Linked DNA regions of Drosophila melanogaster: all the other regions are linked to region 2. Evidence: chromatin contacts called from public Hi-C data. All regions are on one chromosome and are shown on one strand. Each heading gives the region's core, a stretch centred on a gene start, on an enhancer-like site or on the middle of the called end of the contact. The rest is flanking DNA. Distances are from core to core; before and after follow the strand shown. Region 1 holds the start of trr (trithorax-related). Region 2 holds the start of CG11122. Region 3 holds the start of pcx (pecanex).

Evidence for each region. Hi-C and Micro-C count contacts between places; a contact is called where the count stands out from the background.
Region 1: a contact with region 2 is called in a Hi-C map of the Kc167 cell line, with 2.7 times the contacts expected there. The contact joins the promoter of trr here to the promoter of CG11122 in region 2.
Region 3: a Hi-C map of the Kc167 cell line shows a contact between it and region 2, with 4 times the contacts expected there. The contact joins the promoter of pcx here to the promoter of CG11122 in region 2. A contact is called at or near these places in 5 of 107 Hi-C or Micro-C datasets (the D17-c3 cell line, the Kc167 cell line, embryo and 1 more).

Annotation. Positions count from the first base shown.
Region 1 is chrX:1,886,451-1,891,287 of dm6, reverse strand. trr (trithorax-related) reads left to right here and starts at 1,338. Exons shown (of 6, transcript NM_166911.4): 1 at 1,338-4,837. The coding sequence starts at 1,513. It overlaps mRpL16 (mitochondrial ribosomal protein L16), which reads right to left and starts at 1,032. Exons shown (of 3, transcript NM_001272219.1): 1 at 893-1,032; 2 at 745-810; 3 at 1-675. The coding sequence starts at 941. The coding sequence ends at 59.
Region 2 is chrX:11,121,826-11,126,202 of dm6, reverse strand. CG11122 reads left to right here and starts at 1,477. Exons shown (of 3, transcript NM_132457.2): 1 at 1,477-4,377. The coding sequence starts at 2,605. Rpt3 (Regulatory particle triple-A ATPase 3) reads right to left here and starts at 1,102. Exons shown (of 3, transcript NM_001298179.1): 1 at 855-1,102; 2 at 697-780; 3 at 1-638. The coding sequence starts at 890.
Region 3 is chrX:2,222,803-2,227,382 of dm6, reverse strand. It overlaps pcx (pecanex), which reads right to left and starts at 2,087. Exons shown (of 10, transcript NM_001272254.2): 1 at 1,520-2,087; 2 at 1,156-1,477; 3 at 151-1,101; 4 at 1-61. The coding sequence starts at 1,672. It overlaps CG14052, which reads right to left and starts at 3,629. Exons shown (of 3, transcript NM_001272252.1): 1 at 3,515-3,629; 2 at 3,378-3,445; 3 at 2,414-3,123. The coding sequence starts at 3,532. The coding sequence ends at 2,718.

The sequences.
Region 1 (4,837 bases), core at 89-2,588, 9.2 Mb after region 2:
TTGAAACAGTTTCGTAACAGATTAACGAAGGATGGCTTTATTAATTGAAGCTATACATCTACAGGTGCTTGCCGAACCACTTGTGGTCCACGGGCGAGAGCCAACGGTGGCAGCCGCTGAGGTTGTTCTGGATCACGTACTTCATGGTAAAGGGGTTCTCATTCTGGCGGGTCTGTTCCTCCTCGGCGACGCGCTGTTCGTCGAGCATCTCCTGGGAAACGACGGTGGCCTGGAAGGGCAGCTGGTTGGCCACCTGCTGCAGGAACTGCTTGACCTCAACGAACTCGCACTTGCCGGCTATCTCGACAATGACGCGACCGGCCTTGATGGGGGTCACGTAGTGGTCGATGGCTCCCTTTCCGCCGCCCATCCGTTGGCCCTGGCCCTTCTTAGTGATCGGCTGCCAGGGTGCGGGAACGCGCCATGTGGCGAACATAGTGTTGACGTTCATCTTGCGTCCGATGGTCAAACGCATCATTTCGTAGTGGCCCCAGCGCAGGCGCCCTCCGCCAGTGGCCACGATTGCGTACTGCTTATGGAGCAGCGTGTTGTGCACCATCTCCGGACCGCGCATGTATCGCAGGCGCTTCTGCATCTTTGGCGGACGGATGTTTGGCGGCAGCTGGGGCTGGCGCTCAATGACCCTCAGCTTGGGTCTCTCCGGCTGCTCCACATCTGGGGGTTCCCACATTCATTCATTTATTGCTCTAAATTCATTGTGCACATTTAAATGCAACTACTTACTCTGGTATTTAATAGGCGGAGCGAAATACTTAAGACCGGCTGTGTTGACAATTGCCATGTTGCCCGCTGCAAAGAAAAGTTTAAGTGGTTTGTTGCAAACTGTTATCGGATTGGATGTGGCTAGGCAGGAAGCGCCACTGCAACTTACACGCAAGGCTTTGCTTAAAGAGCTGGGAGACTAACTTTAATGAGAGCATGGTGAGTTTATGTCAAAATATATTACTTATTTATAAAATTGTATTGTGCAAAGATGTGTTGCATCAACGGCCACCGTTGCCAGATCGAGCTAATAAATGTGGTGCTAAAAACATATATCGATAGACCACCGATTGGTCGAGTGAGCTGACGGCCCTGTCCAGACTATGGTTTATTCTTGCAGTTGAAAATGTGCCATATTGCACGTGGAACACAATAATTATGTTATGTATTAAAAACTTCTGAAGTTAACGAAAAATGATTGCTGTACAAACGTTATTCGATTGCAACCGCCATGGCGATATGTTGAAATGGGATGGGAAAAGTGGTGGGTTTCTGAGTGGAAAACCAGGGATGGGTAAGAACGTTTCAGGGTAATGGTCGTTTTACCATCTGGTAACACTGCTCTGCATACACGAAAATAAAATTTTTTTGACTAATCGTGCATGTTTTCGCTCGGTAAAAAAAAAAGCAGGCCGCGCGAGCCCTAGCTAGCTAGACCGCCGCCCTTCCCGTCCCACGAAACGCAGCGCATCGCATCCGGCGTTCCGCGTTTCCACTTGTGTGTTTGTTATGAATATACCGAAGGTGACAACATCGCTTGGTGCCGCCGAAAAGGCGAAACCCGAAAGAGTAGCATCCGTGGCCGCCGCTGCCTTCAATGCGGTCAGCCTGCAGAAGCGCAGCGGCGACGACACCGCCACTCCGGCGGAGGATCCCACGCGCAAGAAGGCCAAGACGGAGCTGCTTCTCGGAACTGGAACGGCAGCGCCCAGTTTGCCCGCCAAAGCGTCGAGCACCGCGCCGCAGCAGCTCCTCTACCAGCGGAGTGGACAGCAGGCTAAGGCGCAGGTAAAAGCTGCGTCGGAGCCGCAGGATGTCGAGACGGCGGACGGCGTCTGGGACGCCCGCGATCAGCAGATCATAGTGTGCAACTTCGGCTCCGGCACTGAGATGGGTGCCATCAAGGCGGAGGACGCTGACAAGCAGAGTGAGTACAGAATCAGCACTCCAAGGAACAGTCAATCTAACCCTTTGCTACACCGAAACACAGCCTTTACCAGCTTTACCAAAAAGGAGGGTGCCTCATCGTCGGCCTCGTCATCATCGTCAACCGCGTCCGTCATTTCCATCGAGCCCAGTGGCTCGGGGCAGGATCATGCTGAAAACTCCGGCAAATCTGAGGACCTCGACTACGTACTGATGCCAGCCAGCGGCGCGGATAGCTCTACATCTGTGGGTAACTCCACCGGAACGGGAACACCAGCAGGAACGCCTATTGGAGCTACTACCTCCACCATTATTTTAAACGCTAACAACGGAACGGCAGGAGTCAGTGGAGCCGGCACCACTACAATCCTCACACAGAAATCCGGTCACACGAACTACAACATCTTCAATACCACGGCCACTGGTAGCCAAACGCCCACTACAACATTGTTAAACCGGGTGAATCTTCACCCCAAGATGAAAACCCAGCTGATGGTTAACGCCAAGAAGCTGTCGGAAGTAACGCAGACCACGGCGAAAGTGTCGATTGGCAACAAGACTATATCGGTGCCGCTGCTCAAGCCGCTGATGAGCGCTAGTGGAGCGGCCACAGCCGGAGGAGCCACGATTGTAGAGAGCAAGCAACTGCTGCAGCCGGGCGGTCAGGTGACTACCGTAATGAGTGCTGCGCAGCAAAGCGGTGGTCAGCAGGTCCACCCGCACGTCCATTCTCATGCACATCACAACTTTACCAAACTTATCAAACGCGGGCCAAAAAATAGCGGCACCATTGTCTCGTTTTCGGGGCTACAGATCAAGCCGGCGAACACCAAAATTGTGGCCACCAAGGTGGTGAGCAAAAAGATGCTGCAACTTCAGCAGCACCAACAACAGATCCAACAGCAGCAGCAGCTTCAGCAGCTGCAGGTGACCAGTGGTGGAGGCCTGGCTCCGCCCACAGGCAGCATAGTGACTATCACCACCACCAACCCCAGCCAAACGTACGCAATGGTTCAGGATTCCGCAACTGTGGGACCTGCGGCCCATTCGGAAGACGATGCGCCAGCGCCTCGAAAGATTACAGCCTACTCGGAGAACCTTCAAAAAATTCTCAACAAGAGCAAGTCCCAGGAATCGACTGGAGGCCCGGAGGAGTTCACCAACATCAACAGCGTGGTGATTAAGCCGCTCGACAAGAATACACTCAATTGTCCACCCAGCTTTAACATCTTTAAGCAGCAGCAGCACTCACAGGCTGCTCAAAGCCAATCAATCTCCGCGGTAGGCAGTGGAGCAGGCACACCCGTGACGTTTACCATGGCTTCGGGGAATGCCTCAGATCTGGCCACCACCTCCACCGTTTCCGTTTCGGCGGGGACCATCTGCATAAACAGTCCGATGATGGGCACGCGGCCAATAATCTCCATTCAGAACAAGAACATATCCCTGGTGCTGTCCAAGACGACCATGGCCCAGCAAAAACCGAAGATGATAACTACAACCACGTTGTCCAGTCAGGCGGCGCTGCAGATGCATCATGCTTTGATTCAGGATTCTAGTGCAGACAAGGCGGGATCTTCTGCAAACTCCGGATCAGCTACCTCGGGAGCTTCAATGCAGCTGAAACTAACGACCGCCAATACGCCCACCAAACTCAGCGTTAGTCTGGCTCCGGACGTAGTCAAGCTGGAAGAAGTTGGCAGCGAATCTAAAGCAAAGCTACTGGTCAAACAGGAGGCGGTTGTGAAGGATAGCACTGGTACTCCGACCAGTGAGGAGCGGGCTGAGGAGATCGGCACGCCGGAGAAGCGTTTGAACGCCAATGCCACAATGACGGCTATTAACCAGGTTCAAAATCAGTCCGCCAATCAAATTCAAATGGCCACATCTACCTCAACTGCCTCGAATCCCAGCACACCCAATCCTACAGTGAACGCCACACCTATGAACAACCAACGCTCGGCAGCGGAGGATAATGCACTTCTAAAGCAACTGCTCCAAAACAACAGCAGCAGTCATAGCCTCAACCAGATAAGCATCACTTCGGCTCACGTTGGTTCCGCCTCAGCTTCGGCACCTCTTTCCGCCCGCAAGGTTATCAACGTACGGGCGCCCAGCATGGGGAAGGTCAGAAGTTTGGAGGATCAACTGGCACGTCCGGTGATTCCTCCGGTGCCCACTGCCACGCAGGCGGCAGGTAGTAGTAGTAGCAGTGGATCTGTGGCCACGTCCACCACCACCACAACAGTAGCTAGCGGAGGAAGCAGCCAACAGGTAGCCACCGCCTCAGCGACGGCTCTACCTGTTAGTGCGGTCGCAATTACCACACCAGGAGTGGGAGGGGAGGCAAAGCTGGAGCAGAAATCCGATCAGCCAGCAGCAATTATGCAGAATCAGAGCCAAAACCAGGCGCCTCCACCACCACCGCCACCACAGCAGCAGCAGCAGCAGCAACTACACCAGCCGCAGCAGCTGCAACCGTCACCCCACCAAGTCAAGCAGACTGTGCAGATTGTGTCGAAGGAGACGTCGTTCATCTCAGGACCCGTTGCTGCTAAAACACTAGTGACGGAAGCCACTTCGAAGCCGGCTGAACTACTACCTCCTCCGCCTTACGAAATGGCCACTGCTCCTATATCGAACGTCACCATATCCATATCCACCAAACAAGCGGCTCCGAAGGAACTGCAGATGAAGCCCAAGGCGGTAGCTATGTCACTACCCATGGAGCAGGGCGACGAATCGCTGCCAGAGCAAGCGGAGCCGCCGCTTCATTCGGAACAGGGAGCTACTGCAGCGGGAGTTGCACCTCACTCCGGAGGTCCCCTTGTGTCTGCGCAATGGACCAATAACCATTTAGAAGGAGGTGTAGCCACCACAAAGATACCGTTCAAGCCTGGAGAGCCTC
Region 2 (4,377 bases), core at 228-2,727:
GCGTTCTCCTTGGCCAGCCTGAAAACGTCGCGCACCATGCGCGGTCCCTCGCCGAGGTACTTCTGCACGAACTCCGAGCCGACGACGCGTATGAACGACGCCGTCGTATGATGGGCCACCGCCTTGGCCAACATGGTCTTGCCGCAACCGGGCGGACCGTACATAAGCACGCCGCGCGGCGGATCGATGCCAATCTGCTTGTACAGCTCGAAGTGGGTCAGCGGCAGTTCGACTGCCTCGCGGATCTCCTGCTTCTGCATGTCCATGCCACCAATGTCCGCATAGCTAACGTCGGGCTTCTCATCCGGCTGCAGCATCGAAATGGAGCTATCCGCCTCTGGTGGCAGCACGTCCACCAGCGCGTTGCTGTGCTTGTGCAGGGCCACCGAGGCGGAGGGCTTCAGCAGCTCGCGATCGATGGTGGACAGGATGCGCACATAGTAATTGGAGCCGGTGGTGGAGCCCACAATGCCCGTGTTCTGATCGACGGCCTCCAGGAACTGGCCAATCACCAGCGGCACCGACTGGATGCGCTTCACCTCCTCCTGGGCGTGCAGATACTCCTTTTTCAGGTTTCGCTGCTCGTCCTTGATGTACTCCTCCTGCACTTCAATGAACTCCAGTGTCTTTTGCAGTTTCTACAACACAATGGCCGCTTAGATGGGTGATCAAATGGAAGACCAGTGGACGACTCACCTTGTAACGCACGTAGAGATCCTCCATGTCCAGTTCGTCCAGGGAACTGTGCGCATCTTTTAGCTTCAAGTCGGAGAGCTCGTCCTGGTGGAAAAAGTGGAATTGGGAAAGAGGTAATTAGTACGCATGCCAGGCGGCGCAGAGAGGCAACTACGCACCTTTTCCGGTATCAGTACGTCCATGTTGTACGGCATTCTTTTCGTTCAGCAATGAGTCTCGTTTTATTAGTTTGCGTTTTCTGCGAGGCGACCAAAATGACTCGTCAAAAACAAGCCAGCAGTGCGTTGTGGTGGCAACCCTGTCCGCAATCGATTGTGATCTATCGATGGGGCCATTTATCTATCAAATTGTGCTGCTCTTTCAATCGGTTTTTTTTTTCGATATATACTCTTTCTGATAAGAAAGCAACTCCTCTTTATTGGACAATATCCTATACCAGTTAGTCTGTAAAGCTAAAATGTTGTATACAAATAAATCTAATATCACATGTCATGTTTCTCACTTAATATCCGGAAAGTATTTTTTAATACGTTTCAAAGCATCTGGTGATGGGAAAAAATCAGCTGTCTGATAATTGCCCGATATATACCAGCTCTGATTGGAACAAAAGCTGATAACAGATTTATTACTAACAAAAACTATTTCGAATGCAGATCGCTTATAAGTAATTGATAAAATCGCAAGTTATTCTAAGCAATTCACGTAGAACCATGCCAAAGTATCGCTGCTCGAGACGCAACTATCGATAGTTCGAGTACCTTTCTCGCCAGCGGGTACAAGTGTGTACACACTGGCAAAACCCGACCATTTTGACGCGATTTCGATTTCCCATAAGAAAAAAAAAGAGTAGAAAAACACACACATTTAACATTTCGGTCGCTCCTGCTGCTTCTGTGTGTGCTATGTGTGCGTGTGCGAACGAACCAAATATATACACACACGAGCGCTGGTAGGACAGTGAAATCGAATTTGCTGTTTATATAGCACAATTCGATGGCTGATAATGCCGCCGCCGTCGCCGAAAAATCGTTTCCCCAATATCGCTAGCATCAGAACGGGAAAGAGAACGGGTACGAGTACGATTCCGATTCCGATTCCGAGTACGTTTCCCACAAAGTATCGTTGTCGTTGTCGTCGTTGTCCTGCTGCCGTGCCCCGCCCCCTCTGGCCGCGCCGCCGCCCCCTCTGCGCCGTACGCACGCATCGATTTGGGCTAAACGTTAGATACCTCCTAACGCAGTTGTTAGGGTGGAAAGAACGGCCAGGGAAAATTGAATGCGCTACACTGGTGGTCGAGCTGCTGCAATGCCGTGCTTAAATTTAAGTGCAAGGCACTGATACGGATCCGTTGGCGCTCCTGGTCTGGTCCGTATCCAAGCGAAAAGAACAAAATATACAAGAAAAAAACAAGAAACAAAACAACAAAACGGAAAGCAATCCCGTGAAATCCCGGAATACAGTGCAATACAACGAACCGAAACACAGAACAAAACGAATAGAACGAAACAAAACGAAACGTATTTAGATACGCAGGAGAGACCAAGTCGGGATATCCAAGTGGACAGTGTGGTCTTGTGCAGTGGAGTGGTAGTTATGCTATATATAGCTGTTGGCCAAAACAATAGTGTCCGATAACAGAGCGAGATCAATTCGAGGAGTTGAAAATGTTTATTGTATAATTTCCAATTGAGCAGGTGTGCGTGCGAGTGTGTGTGCGTACGTGTGTGTGAGTAGTTTTTGTTTTTCGCTGCTTCTTCTTGCGGTTTATTTGTCAACAAAAAGAAGAAGGAAGAACGAAGCAGTGTGCGTGCAGCAGTAAATTGTTGTCCGCACACCCCGCACTGCTTGCAGGAGTGGCGAAGCAGTTAACTTGTGCAACGCAACCACGGACGACCCAGTGGCCTCCACATGAAGACCATGTCGCGCTTCGGCCTGCGCCGTGGCTTCAAGTTCTCGGAGGAGCAGGTCAACGGCAAGAATCCAATTGGACCGGCAACGGCACCAGCCACGGCCGCTGCCTCATCTAATCCGCGCAAAAAACGACAGACCCGGCAGGAGGAGGATGTGGACGCGGAACAGGAAGAGGTGGAACCGCACGAGGATCAGCTGGAAGCGGAACAAGAGCCGCTCTCGCTGATCTGCAGCCTGCCGCTGGAGCGGCTGCCCCGTTTGGTGGAGAAGCTGCATCAGATGACGGAGGAACGGGAACGAGAACGGGAGAGGGAGCGCGAGCGCGAGCGGGAAGAGGCCGCCGGCCTGGGTGGAGCCGCGCACTCGAAGGTCCTGTGTCTGTACTGTGATAGGAAGTTCGCCTCCGGCAAGCTGCAGGCCAAGCATGTGGACAAGTTTCACACCGAGCGGCAGGAACGACGCTGCAGCGGTCGTTCCACCAGCTCCAATTCTCATCCCGCCGGCGGCTTCCCCGGCTGCCAGTGGTGTGGCCAGCAAGGCAATCGCCGCCAGGCCACGCCCCCGCAGATCTGCCTGCCGGCCAAGCATTTGGAGCAGCTATTCCAGCACCTCAGCGAGCAGCATGCAGATAAGTATTTCGCCTGCCAGCCGTGTCGCCTGCGGTTCCAGGACGCAGATCACCTGTTGGGACACCAGCGCCAGCAGCATTCGCTTCATCATCCGGAGGATGGCCATGCCACCAAACCGGGTCTGATGGGCGCCGACGAGCCGGTGCTCTTTCGCCTCGGCCTTACCCAGAACCGTCTGCCCAGCCATCGGAATCGAAACCAGCGCAAGGAGGAGGAGCCGCCGCCCCTGGCCACGCCCAGCAGCAAATCCCGGAGCAGCAGTCGGGCGGCGACGCAGCGACAGCAACAGAATCAGCATCAGCATCAACAGTCGCAGTCGCATCAGCAGACTGCTGCAGCGGGTAACATGGCTCTGCAGGAGTCTGTCAATCCGGATGCAGTCTTCCGGCTGCCAGCCAGCATGGCCTGCGTCTCATCATCCGCCTCCGTCGCCAACTCAGTGTTCGATGACAAGTTCTACAAGGATGTGATCTCTAATGTACGGCACAACCTCCAGAATCACCTCGACGGACGGCTGTTCACCTCGTCTTCGACGTCCACAACGTCAGCCACATCGTCGTCCGCATCCCATAAGTCAGACCTCATTATGCTGCACGGACCCAGTCAGCTGGGGCCTGGCGGCGCCTCCTATCCCACTCTACTGACCGCGGATCAATTTGGCGGCACGGGGGAACTGCTACCGCTGGCCAAATTCCGCCGGAGACCGCACACGAAGCACAGTTGGAAGTGGAAGTGGGACTACGTGAAGAAGTTCACGCTGATCAACGAGGGCGGACGGCTGGTCAAGAAGCTGAAGCAGCCAAACTACCTGGGACTGCGCGATCTCTCCAAGTTGGACATGTGGACGCAGCTGACGATGCGGCAAAAGCACGATCTCTCGCTCTCATTGACGGAGGAGCAGAACCAGGAGCAGCGCCGCCTGCTGGAGCAGCTAAATCTCATCCTGGACCACCGCCTGCTGCCGCACATCATTCTCGAGCAGAACGAACAGGCGGTCATCAAGTGCGAAAACGAGGAGGAGGACGAGGGCCTGGACTCGCATCCCGGTGACGATCTGCTGCCGCAAACGTTCGCCGACGAGAGTTTTCTCTCCCTGCTGCAGCTCCAACCAAGAGGCGGGAGCAGCGAACAGGAACGACAG
Region 3 (4,580 bases), core at 838-3,337, 8.9 Mb after region 2:
TCAATGCCCAGATCAGATTTGGTGTAGCTATCGTCCTCCAGGTACCCATCCGGAAAGGGATCTAAATGGGCAACATAGTACATATTAAAACTAATTTATTGAGATTTCTAAACTACGACAATGAAGAGTTCTGATATTGTATCAGCTTACCTAATATCCAGGACTGTAGTGCCCGGCTACAAGCATCCGCCACTCCGCCGCTGCCCGCATTCCTAACCAGGCCCAGTTCCATGTCTTCCACATCATTTGCGGCAACATTGCCTCCTCCACCGAGCACTGCCAGTGCGCCGATGCTGCTGGCTGCACTGTGGTGCGGAAGTTGAAGAATGGGCTGGAAGAGTCCACCACGGCTCTGGTGCTTCAGCCGCTCGTCATGCGTCTCCGAACTTCTGTGGCGCTGCAGACGTGAGGAACGTCCAGGATTAACCAATGAGTTCGAGGCGGGGGCAATGACAACGACGGCGGTAGATGAAGTGGGAGCATCTCCTCCGCCTATTCCTGTTGATGGGGCGCTGGTTATAAAGTGCTGACGCGGATTGGTCTGACCGCGCGCCTTGTTCGTTGGCTGAGAGTGCAGGAACGAGGGTGCCGCTGTGGCTATCGTATCCGACTGATTGCGCATCAACTTGTTTTCCGCGTTGGAGTTTGCAGCTGCCGCCGCTGTGTCCAAGCTGCTCTGCCGTTCGAGACGTCGTCGATGGCGGCGGCTAAACACCTCAGAACACTTGCGCGACAGATGTCCAGTGCGTACGTGCTGGGCTGGTGCTGTTCCCGCTCCTGTATGTCCCAGTGTACTCACTGCTGCGCCTGATCTACTGTCGCCACCACTACTTCCTCCATCTGCGCTACCCGCACTGCTTCCAGCCGCCTCGACAACCTCCGGATAGACAGTGAGGTACTTGTTGAACATGTCTGCTTGAGCGGCGGCGCTGGTGGACGAGTTTCCGCCCGGTCCTGTACTCCGAATGGACTTGCTAACGCTGGCGGAACCAGCCAGCGATTGTTGATCCTGTTGGCTACCGCCGGATAGCATGGATGGGGCGTAGAACATCAGTTCAATGGACTCCGAGCTGTTCTTGCGATGCACATCGACCTTGAGATCTGCGAAGAGGAGTTCTTAGGCTATAGCACGTGTGCACAAGAAGCACCACTCACCAATAATGCTGTTCACGTTGTCGATGGACATGATGCTGTTCTCCTCGCTTGCTTCATTAATGGCCTGCTCGCCGGAAATGCGTGAGCCGCCCGGTCGGATGACCTTCATCTCGATGCCGCCCTCGTCGTCGTGGCGCGGTTCCGTTTCCTTGGTGACCTTCACGAACTGCCCCTTTAGGTTCCCCTCGGACATGGTCTGTGCGCGATCGTAGAGCCTGTGCAGCGCCAGATTGGCCAGCTTTACCATCAGTATGGTTAAGCTCGTTATCACGCAATACAGGCACCATGTCAACCAAGTGCTCGGAAAGTACTGCAAGAAGATCTATGAACGGACTACTTAGGACTACACTCGGTCACTACTTACCAGGTAGGCCACGAAGGGCGAGCAGAGCAGGTAGAGCCACAGGTAAAGGTGCACCACGTTGCAGAAGACACCCTGATGCGGATCGTAAAAGTAACCGCCGGTCAGCGAGGCCCACACGCCCTGGCGCAGAATCTCCAAGGTCTGTGAACCCATGGTGGCCTATACTGCATCGCTTAGCCGCCGAATGGATGAGGATCCACGCTTTTGCTGCTCCAGCTTCCGGATTACTCACAGTAGGAGTTGCTGCTTCTGCTGCCGCTGCACTTCGTCACTCTTCCGTTTGTTTATTTGCTGAGTAAGCCTGCCAAGCTGCAGGCGGGGGGCGTGGTCTGCGGGCGAGGCCTTGGGAGGCGGTGGTAGCGTGGGTGGTGAACGGGGGCGGAGGGGAAGGCAAAGGCAGAGTCGCTGGTTTTTTTGAGGGAAAGCTGTGGGACAGGAGACAATGCTGCGGCTCCTCTGGAAACACTCCAACTCCGGACTGGCGTTACGCCGTTGTTTGTTTTCCGGGATCTCAATGATGCTGCAATGGGATAAAACGAATATCGCTCGCAATCCTGCTGTAATTTTAATTTTTTTCTTTTGTTTAGAGCCTGTCCTGTCATCGATTATTGGCCCGAACCTATCGGGCCCTATCGCACTTCGATATTACTAGGAAAAATGGTAACACTGCAGTCTGGTATTTAAATTTAAAATTTTCTTTCTTTTACACACTTTTTTACATTACCATTAATTAAATTTGTTAACTTAATAATTTCTTATGAAATTACCTTCAATTTTCGTAAACTTTTTATACGTTTTAACAGCGATTAATTGAGTGTAATATAAAACATATTTATTAATAGTAAATTATATATCCATGAATGTACAATTTTATTCAAAAGAAATAAATGTTTTAAGGGCTAAAACTACCAAACCCCGTTACTAACATTACGTAGAGCCTAACTTAGTAAATAATGGCAAGGCTAAAAAACTAATATGAATAACCTTGTCTTTGGTTGCCCTTAACACTTCTCTAAAACTAAGTCCTTCCTCCGATTTAACTTTATTTCCGTTCACATTTCCATTAGGCTAGAAAAAAAAAAAAAACAAAAAGAGTGCGTACGTATCTAGGGAATCACAAGAATCCGGGATGATCCGATCGATCGGTCCACGTCTGCCGCATCCGGTCAGTCTGCGCCCCCACATGGGCGCTGCATAGTCAGCGCTCCTCACTGCTGCTCCCGTCACCGCCAATGAAGTCGTCTCGCAGTCCGCCCCTGTGCTCATAGTTGTGGTGGTGGTGGATGTGCTCCTCCTCCTCTTCGAGTTCCGGCAGCGCTGGAGGCGCCACCGGAGGCGGAAGTGGGTGGTGGTGCTCGTGGTGGTCATGATGGTCGTGGTGGTCGTGGTGATCATGGTGATCGTGCTTCTCGTGGTGGTGAATGTGTTCCTTGGTCTGGTGAATCTGGATGGGTCGGTGGTCCTCGTGGATCACCTTCTTCTCCTCCTTTAGGACGAGTGGCTTGTGGTGGTGGTGCACGTGTTTCACCACGGTGTGTATGTGCGTTTCGATTTTCTTGTGAATGGGCACGTGGATCACGATTTTCTTTTTTTTCTGGTGGCCCCTGAAAAGGATAGCAAATACATTTTTAACCTAATAAATTATTTGATTCCATACACTTTTCGTTTGGAAGATTATTAATATAGCTTAAGTTAAATATTTTAGCTAAGTTCGTTTGAAATTATTTAGCGAGAGTGATTGGCTTTCTATGATTTGAAGTTGTAAAATGTTCGTTAATCTGAATGACGCTTTAAGTTAAGGGGCCTGTGCCGCGATGTATCCTCTATCTGGCCCAGTAGTCCCCATGATAATCCATACCCCGCATCCGTTTCCGGCACGCAGACGAGAAGCAACACCAGCGCCACCACAATTGAGAGCCTCAGGAGCTGCGAATAGAGGGAGCACGGATATCGGGTGTAATCCTTGTGTAGTTGCAATACCCGGTCGCCACTCACCAAACTGCGGTTATCCATATCGCTTGGCTTGAGACCCAGGTGCTGAGGTGTTGAAGGCTCCGACGAAGCGGCTGCTTTGATTGCTGCCCCACTGCGACCATTTTATTTATACAGGCGCAGGCACACGGAATGCGGTGGAATACGAATACCCCGACGCCAGTTGGCGGCTTCTGCGCTTCCGTGACGCAGTCCACCACCAACGATATGGGCAGAGCCATGGGCCTCGCTCTGCTTTGGTGGAGCCACACTTGGTGGAGCTTCTGCGCACGCGCCGCGAAACAGCGGAGTTGGCTGCTCAGTGAAAAACCTGCAATTTCCATTCATTTCGGATGGCAGCGATCATCGTGTCATGGATTGTGGGTGGTTTTCAGCCAGAGGAGGACTACTCTCTACCGAGACGGAGGCTAGCCCCAAATTGTGGAATTTGCACTGTTAAAAATAAGAAGAAATCACGCGTGTATATTATGTATATAAAAGCCCACAACGAAAGTATGGAGTTTGCACCTGTATTAGCTACTAATTTTTGCGTTACATTAGACCTAGACTTTGCAATTACCTATCAGATAAAAAGCTCGGATCTTCTAAAGCCACCTTTATTGGTTGCCCAATTCACCGAATTAATGTAACCCCTGACTTCGGTTTTCCCCCAATTTGCAGGGCATGAGAGCTCCGTCCCCATTGATGGGTTTTTACCATTGTTTATTTTCTTTGTTTTTCCGTTTTGTTTCGGCTGTGTGTGAACTTCTTCTAAAGCTATGCCTTTTTTCAGCAGCTCACGCAGACGGAAGGCACGGAAAACTGCACTCAATAGCTAGGAGCCGGAGCCCCACACCGAAGACCCAAACTCAGTCAACGTAAATAGCAGGAGTGCAGCGTGTGTTTAATACTCACAAAGATATGTTGCATGGTCGCTCAGCCCCTGGATTTATTTATTAAGCCCCCGCCCGACTCCCCGGCTAACTTGAGTACATGGCACGTAACGCGAGAAATAGAGAAATACGTTACAAATAGATCGCATGCACATGGAGCATATTTCTATTATGCAATCGTACAGGCGATTTGCCAG